2 separate regions of the Ovis aries genome follow, and region 1 is linked to region 2. Evidence: chromatin contacts called from public Hi-C data. All regions are on one chromosome and are shown on one strand. The core of a region is the stretch at or near the end of the contact, and the rest is flanking DNA. Distances in the headings are between cores, read along the strand shown.

Region 1 (2,908 bases), core at 2-2,501, 150 kb after region 2:
TCATGGGGTCGCAAAGAGTCGGACACGACTGAGCGACTGAACTGAACTGAACGTCACAACATTCAAAGGCTTTCCTGTTTCTGGGGGGAAAAAATCAAGCTCTTTACCCCAGAACCTACTTTGGGGTTAGATAGATCTAGGTTTGAATTTCAGGTTCAAGTACTTGGCAGCAGTGTGACTGACCTCAGACAACTGGACTTTCTAAGCCTTTATTTTCTCTTGCGCCTGACTGAGCTCATCGAGGGCAGGGCTATTGCAGGAACACAGTGCCTAGAAAGTAGGAGGGACTAACCAATGTTGAAAGAAGGGAAAGTATTTTTAAAGCCACCTCAAAAAATTGTTCTCCCTTAGAGACATTCCCTTGCCACTTCCAATCAAATTTGACTTCTACTTTTATTTTCTGATAATCACAATAAGGTGCCTTTGGGGATCCACACAATCGGAGACCAAATCCTGGCCATACCCCTGAGCAATCATGTGACCTTGGGAGTATATCTTTACCATCATCTTTATTAAATAAAAACCGTGGTACTTCACTTTGTGACTCTCAGTTTCGTACGAGAAAAATCGTGCTTTGTGCTTTATGTTACACATAAAGTAGGGTGAAAGTAAGGAAACCTGGAGAGTCGTGCCGTGGAAGAGAGAAACAGCGAGAAAATCGAGTTGCTGAATCCCAGCGTTTCAGAGTTGGGAGGGAGGAGTTCGGTCCCTAATTTACCGATGAGGAAGTGGAGGGGTGACGTGTCCTCAAGTCTCATTCAAGACACGGACACAGAGGGGTTGCTATGGTTAAACTGAAGGCGGAAACTAACACTCTTTCGAAGTCAGTTCGAGAGGAGCATTTAGTTACAAAAAACTCAACGATTCGGGTGTAACTAAGTTCGTTGAGCAATGCATCAAATCAGTCAGCTGTCAGACCCGATGAAACCGAGTTGCTAACGGAACTGACTCTTTACTAACAAGCCTTCTATAGAGCCCACTGACTCAGAACAGCTTCGATTCACAAACTCCCTCACCGCTTCCCGAAGGACCGGAAAGCTCCGACTGCCGCACGATGAATGGAAACAGGAGTCCAGGGCGCGCCACTCGAGGGGCGGAGCAGCCGCAGGGTGGGGGCGGGGCATTGTGAGTCACGTGCCTGCTCTCTGAGGCGGGCGCTGGGAGGAAACTTTGTGTGTGATTGGTCCCTCGTAACCAGGTGACCGAAGGACGCGTTCCGGTTGGCAAGGGCCAGCCAGGCGAGCGCCTTTCAGTCGGGAGGCGGCGGCGGAAGGAGGAGGAGCTCCGACCGCGCTCTCTCCCGGCAGTGGCTGCGCGTCTCAGCGCTTGTCGGGTCCCCACCCCTTTTAAATAAGCCGGGCTGGTCGCCGCCTTCACAGACTAGTTGACTCCGGGGAGGCGGCGGCGGCGAGACAGCGGGGGTGCGGCCGGGGCCGGAGCCCTGCCCCGGGCCCGGCGGCGGGGCGGACAGGCGAGAGGCAGGCGAGGCCGCGTCTACATGCGCGGCGCAGCCCCGGCATAGCCCGGGGCTGCCCGTGCCCGCCGCGCCATTGTTGGGGGAGGGGGCGGCTTCTGAGCTCGGCGGAGTCGGGGGCCGAGCAGAGGCGACGGCAGCGAGGAGCGGAGGCGCCCCATGGGGAACACGCTGACCTGTTGCGTGTCCCCCAATGCCAGCCCCAAGTTGGGCCGGCGCGCGGGGCCGGCGGAGCCAGACTACGAGTCTGAGGTCTACGAGGCGGCGGCCGGAGACGCGGTGGCAGTAGCACCGGCGCCGGCTGCCGTGGAACCCACCGAGTTGGATTTCGGAGCGGGTGAAGGCCACCACCTGCAGCACATCAGCGACCGGGAGATGCCCGAAGGTAAGAAAGCGGCCGGCGCGCCTAGCCCCTCGCGGGGCCGGCGCCGTCTGCTCTCGGGCTTACCTCTGGCCTCCGCCGACCCCCGGGTCCCCCTGGAGGGAGCCGCCGCCTAGGGCTCCTTCCTGCCTGGAGTTGGCTCTCTCGGGGCTGGGCACCGGGGACGGAGGCTGGCCCTGCCTGGTGTCCCCACCCCTTATTCTTTCCCCGTCGCGTCCGGCCAGTCTCTCTCCCTCTTCTCTACCCGAACGCCCAATTCTTCCCCCATTCCCATTTCGCAGCCCAACCCGAGACCCTCAAGTCTGAGGCCCCTCCTGTTCGTGATTCTATTTAACATTTCGTGGGACTTTGTAAAGACTTTCTGATGTATTCTCTTCTTTTCTCAATGAAAACTTAAATACTTCCAACTTCGGCGATATCCATCCCATCTCCCTATCCTTACCTATCCAGATGGTACCTAAGTGAAGGAACGAGGTAAGGATCTAGATACACTTCCACTCGTTAGGATAGTTGATATTCGGGACAATTAAGACAGATTTTAGGATTTGTTATTTAAAATCAAAACAGATCGACAGTTAGTGTGGCGTTAAGTAAAATTCTGTCTAGAGTTGTCCTGATTGAAGCGACCTTATTCTAACTGTAATCTGAACACGCTAGGAAAGAAAAAGGTGAGAGTGGGGCTTAAAAAAACTGTAAACGGAGTGAAACGTTACTGCAACGGCTGCAGGGACTAGTTTTGTTGTTTGTTTTTACCGAAAGACTACCTCACGGAGCTCTGATTAACAGTCCCACTTTGACACAAAAATGTCTTCAGTTCCCCAGCTTTAACCACTTGCATGTTGCCTCTTCTAAGGGAGGGGTGGGGGTGGTTCCTGAAACTGTTGGTCAAAAGTTTCAAAGGAGAAAAAAGAAATTCAGACTTTTATTTGTAATACAAAGATTTGGCAGTTAAGATGGCAGATCCTGCAGAAAAGTTGTCTCCATGGCTACCTCTCCTTCCAACCCCCTCCTGCCAGTGGAATCCTATTCAACTTTCAGAATGTTCAGGTAAA
Region 2 (3,153 bases), core at 511-3,010:
CTGCAGTAGAAAACTGACTGTGAAAATGAAAGCAATACAGGATGGGTCCCCCTCGTCCCCACCCCCCCCAACAAAAAGGGCGGGCAGGTAAGCGGGGTTAGGGGAAGACATTCCGAAAATGCAAAAGAGCAACCTCGGTCAGGGCAGGTCATGGCTCGGAGGCCGAAGGTGTGCCCCACCGGCCTGGCCGTCCTCGCTGCCCGGCTAAACTCCGCCAGCTGCCCGGAGTCCCAGGGCCTCCGTGCCCCGAAACTGAACGGTCCCGCCGGCGGCCGCCAGGTTTCTCTGCGGATTCTCGGAGCGGAGCCTCCCGACCTGCTCAGAAAGGCGGAAAACCCTTCCCACAGGGGCCCACGACGCCCCTGGGCCGCGCCGGCGCCGCGCCGAGGCCTAGCACCCCAGCGTCCGGCCGAGGCCTCGGGGAACCGCAGAGCTGCAGCAGGCCTTCCTCCCCGGCTCCGCAGGGCCTCCGCGCTCAGCCGCGGCCCCGACCCGGAGGCGCGTCTTTCTGGTCTCTGCAGCTTTTGAAAGTTCCCGGGACGGGAGGCGCTCTGGGGCCCAGGCCCGTGACGCTGCAGCCGCCCTAGAGCCCGCCGCTTACAGCCGCAAGGGCAGCCCGCGCGGGGGTTTCCATCGAACCGTCCACACCCCTCGGGAATTCCCCACCGCGCCACACACAAACCCCAGTTCTTCCTGCAAGTTTCCGCCGCCGGCCTTAAACCGTCGATACGCGGCGAGGGCAGCGGGGCCGCTTAGACAGACCCCCTCTTCCCCACCCCCGGGTCCCAGCCCACTGCCGCTTTCCCTCTCCCGGAGGAACCCCTCCGCCGCGCCCGAAGGAACTCGAAAGCCTTCGGCAACTTCCGCCTCCAGCGCGGAGGGCGGGGCCGCTCGAGCTCCTCCGGACCGAGCTCGGCTGTTTCCGTGCGCGGCCGCTGCGCACTCGGCACTGGGCGGCGCTGGCTGGCTCCCTGGCTGCGAGTCCTCAGTCGGCGGCGGCTGGTGCTGCCTGTGGCCCGGGCGGCTGGGAGAAGCGGAGTGTTGGTGAGTGACGCGGCGGAGGTGTAGTTTGACGCGGTGTGTTACGTGGGGGAGAGAATAAAACTCCAGCGAGATCCGGGCCGCGAACGAAAGCAGTGACGGAGGAGCTTGTACCACCGGTAAGAGGAGCAGGAGGAGGAGGCAGGAGCCGGAGAGAGCCGGGGGGACGGAGGGGGGACGGGGAGGCGCCGGACACCCGCGCTTGGGGCCTTCCCCTCGCAGGAGGGGCCGCGGTAAAGATGGAGCCTCCGCCCGAGCCCCACACCATCGCCGCCGCTCGCAGCGAACAAAGAATAATGGCGGCGGACTGGAGCCAGCGGCGGCCGGGGCGGCAGCGACTCTGCCTGCAGCCAGCGGCGGCGCTCATGGCGGGGGGCGGCGGGCGGCGGGCGGGGTGGGAGCCGGCGGCCGGGGGTGTGTGCGGGCGGGCGGCCGGCCGCGGCGAGCTGGCGCCCGCGTTCCCGCCGCCGGCGGGCCGGGCCGGGCGCGGAGCCGGGAGTCCGGAGCCGCCCCGGGGGAGGCCGCCCGCCGGCCCGGCCGGCGCTGCCTCCTGTGCCGCCTGCCCGGCCCCCGCCGACAGTCTCGCCCCCCGACCCGGCCCGCAATCCGCCAGGGCAGCGCCGCCGGGGTGCCCGCGGGGGGTGGAGGAGGAAGAAGGCGACAGTTAAGGGCAGAGGAGGTGAAGGTGCCTGCCTTCCCGGTAGCCTCCGTGTCTGCCATGCTCGCCTAGCGAGGGGAAGCGGTGCTCAGTCTGACCTACTCTCCTCTTCTCTCTTTGTGCAATAAAGTTCGAAACCCAAGGTTTTCCTCTCGTCCTGTATTTTATTCACGCCCTTTCCCCCCGCTCCCGCCCCATTGGGAAAATGCTGTTTTCTGTGCTTTTCTGCTAACATGAGGTAATGAGAACTCGCGCTTTTTAAAATAATTTTTTGACTCTTTCCCTCACCCTTTTTTTTTTTTGTTTTTTAATTAGTAGTCATAGAAATGCATTCTTTGGGGGAGGAAGGGGATGCTAAGAAAAATATATTTGTAATTTTAAAAAAAACCTATTGGGATCTTGTAAAAGGGAAGCTGATTTTTGAAAACAGTTTCGGTTTTAACCCTTTTCAATAAGGTAATCACTTGAGAGCTATCATTCTGAAACACTTCGTTGAAACGAGTATTAGCGATGTACTTTTGTTTCACGTCACCTTGGCGGGGGACAGCCGTGGTGTTGGGTCCTTTGGATCTCCCCTCGCAACCCGACCATATTTCTCACATCTTTCTTAAATACAAAATTGGTTAACCCTAATTCTAAAAATAGCCATTTAAAAGTATGCATTATTTGCTTCGCCCGTAGTAGGTAACCCTAGCCCCAGACCCACAATAATTTAAGCCACAAGGTATATTTTTTCTTTCCCTTTTGGGGAAAACGGACAGCAGAAAAATCATTGACACATCAAGACAGTTTTTAAAGGACCATGGGATGTGACCTATTTAAGTTTGTCTTACCTTCTTCAGAAGTTAAAATTTCATGCTAGCGTTAGCTTTCATCAGTTCTGCCTTCTAAAGGTTTAGTATAAAATACTTTTGGTTGCCAGTTGTTGAAATCTTTTACATTCATTTCCTGATTTAAATATAAACCAAAACGGTTATTTTAGGTAATGCAAAAGGTTCTTTTTAAAATACTTCCCTGTCTCATGGTATGATACAATGGTGATTGATACAAGGTTTCTTGTTAGGAATAAATACTGTTAGTATGAGCACTGTCTTCTGATTTTCTTTATCCAAGTCACTTTTCCAAAACCTCCTTGCTGTATTACTAGTATTTTTTTTAAAAAAACACATTAGCCATTTTTCATTGCCAAAAAATTTAATTAAGAAGATGAAATAGTTTTCCGTTAAGGGTTGGGAAGGTGATTTTATTTCCAAACACTGAGGAAATTATGGTGTTGATGATGCCATAGATTACTGATTTTCCTTAAGGCTTTTCTGCAAACCAGCATAAGTTGAACAGAATTTCTTTTCCCTTACAGATACTGACAATGATTCTTCCTTTGTTGAATTTTTTTTTTTAAGTTATGATAGTTTTTCTTTTGTTTTATCCAAAAGATCTTTTAAATTTTTAAATTA

Evidence for each region. A called contact is a pair of places that touch in the nucleus more often than the background predicts.
Region 1: a contact with region 2 is called in a Hi-C map of muscle, with 3 times the contacts expected there. The contact joins the promoter of CCNYL1 here to the promoter of LOC121818518 in region 2. A contact is called at or near these places in 4 of 16 Hi-C or Micro-C datasets (blood, hypothalamus, liver and 1 more).

What each region holds. Positions count from the first base shown.
Region 1 is chr2:209,790,427-209,793,334 of ARS-UI_Ramb_v3.0, forward strand. CCNYL1 (cyclin Y like 1) reads left to right here and starts at 1,252. Exons shown (of 10, transcript XM_042244107.1): 1 at 1,252-1,859. The coding sequence starts at 1,634.
Region 2 is chr2:209,639,276-209,642,428 of ARS-UI_Ramb_v3.0, forward strand. It overlaps LOC121818518 (sterile alpha motif domain-containing protein 1-like), which reads right to left and starts at 1,761. Exons shown (of 5, transcript XM_042242714.1): 1 at 1,485-1,761; 2 at 683-1,403; 3 at 134-315. The coding sequence starts at 1,761. CREB1 (cAMP responsive element binding protein 1) reads left to right here and starts at 974. Exons shown (of 9, transcript XR_009599419.1): 1 at 974-1,044.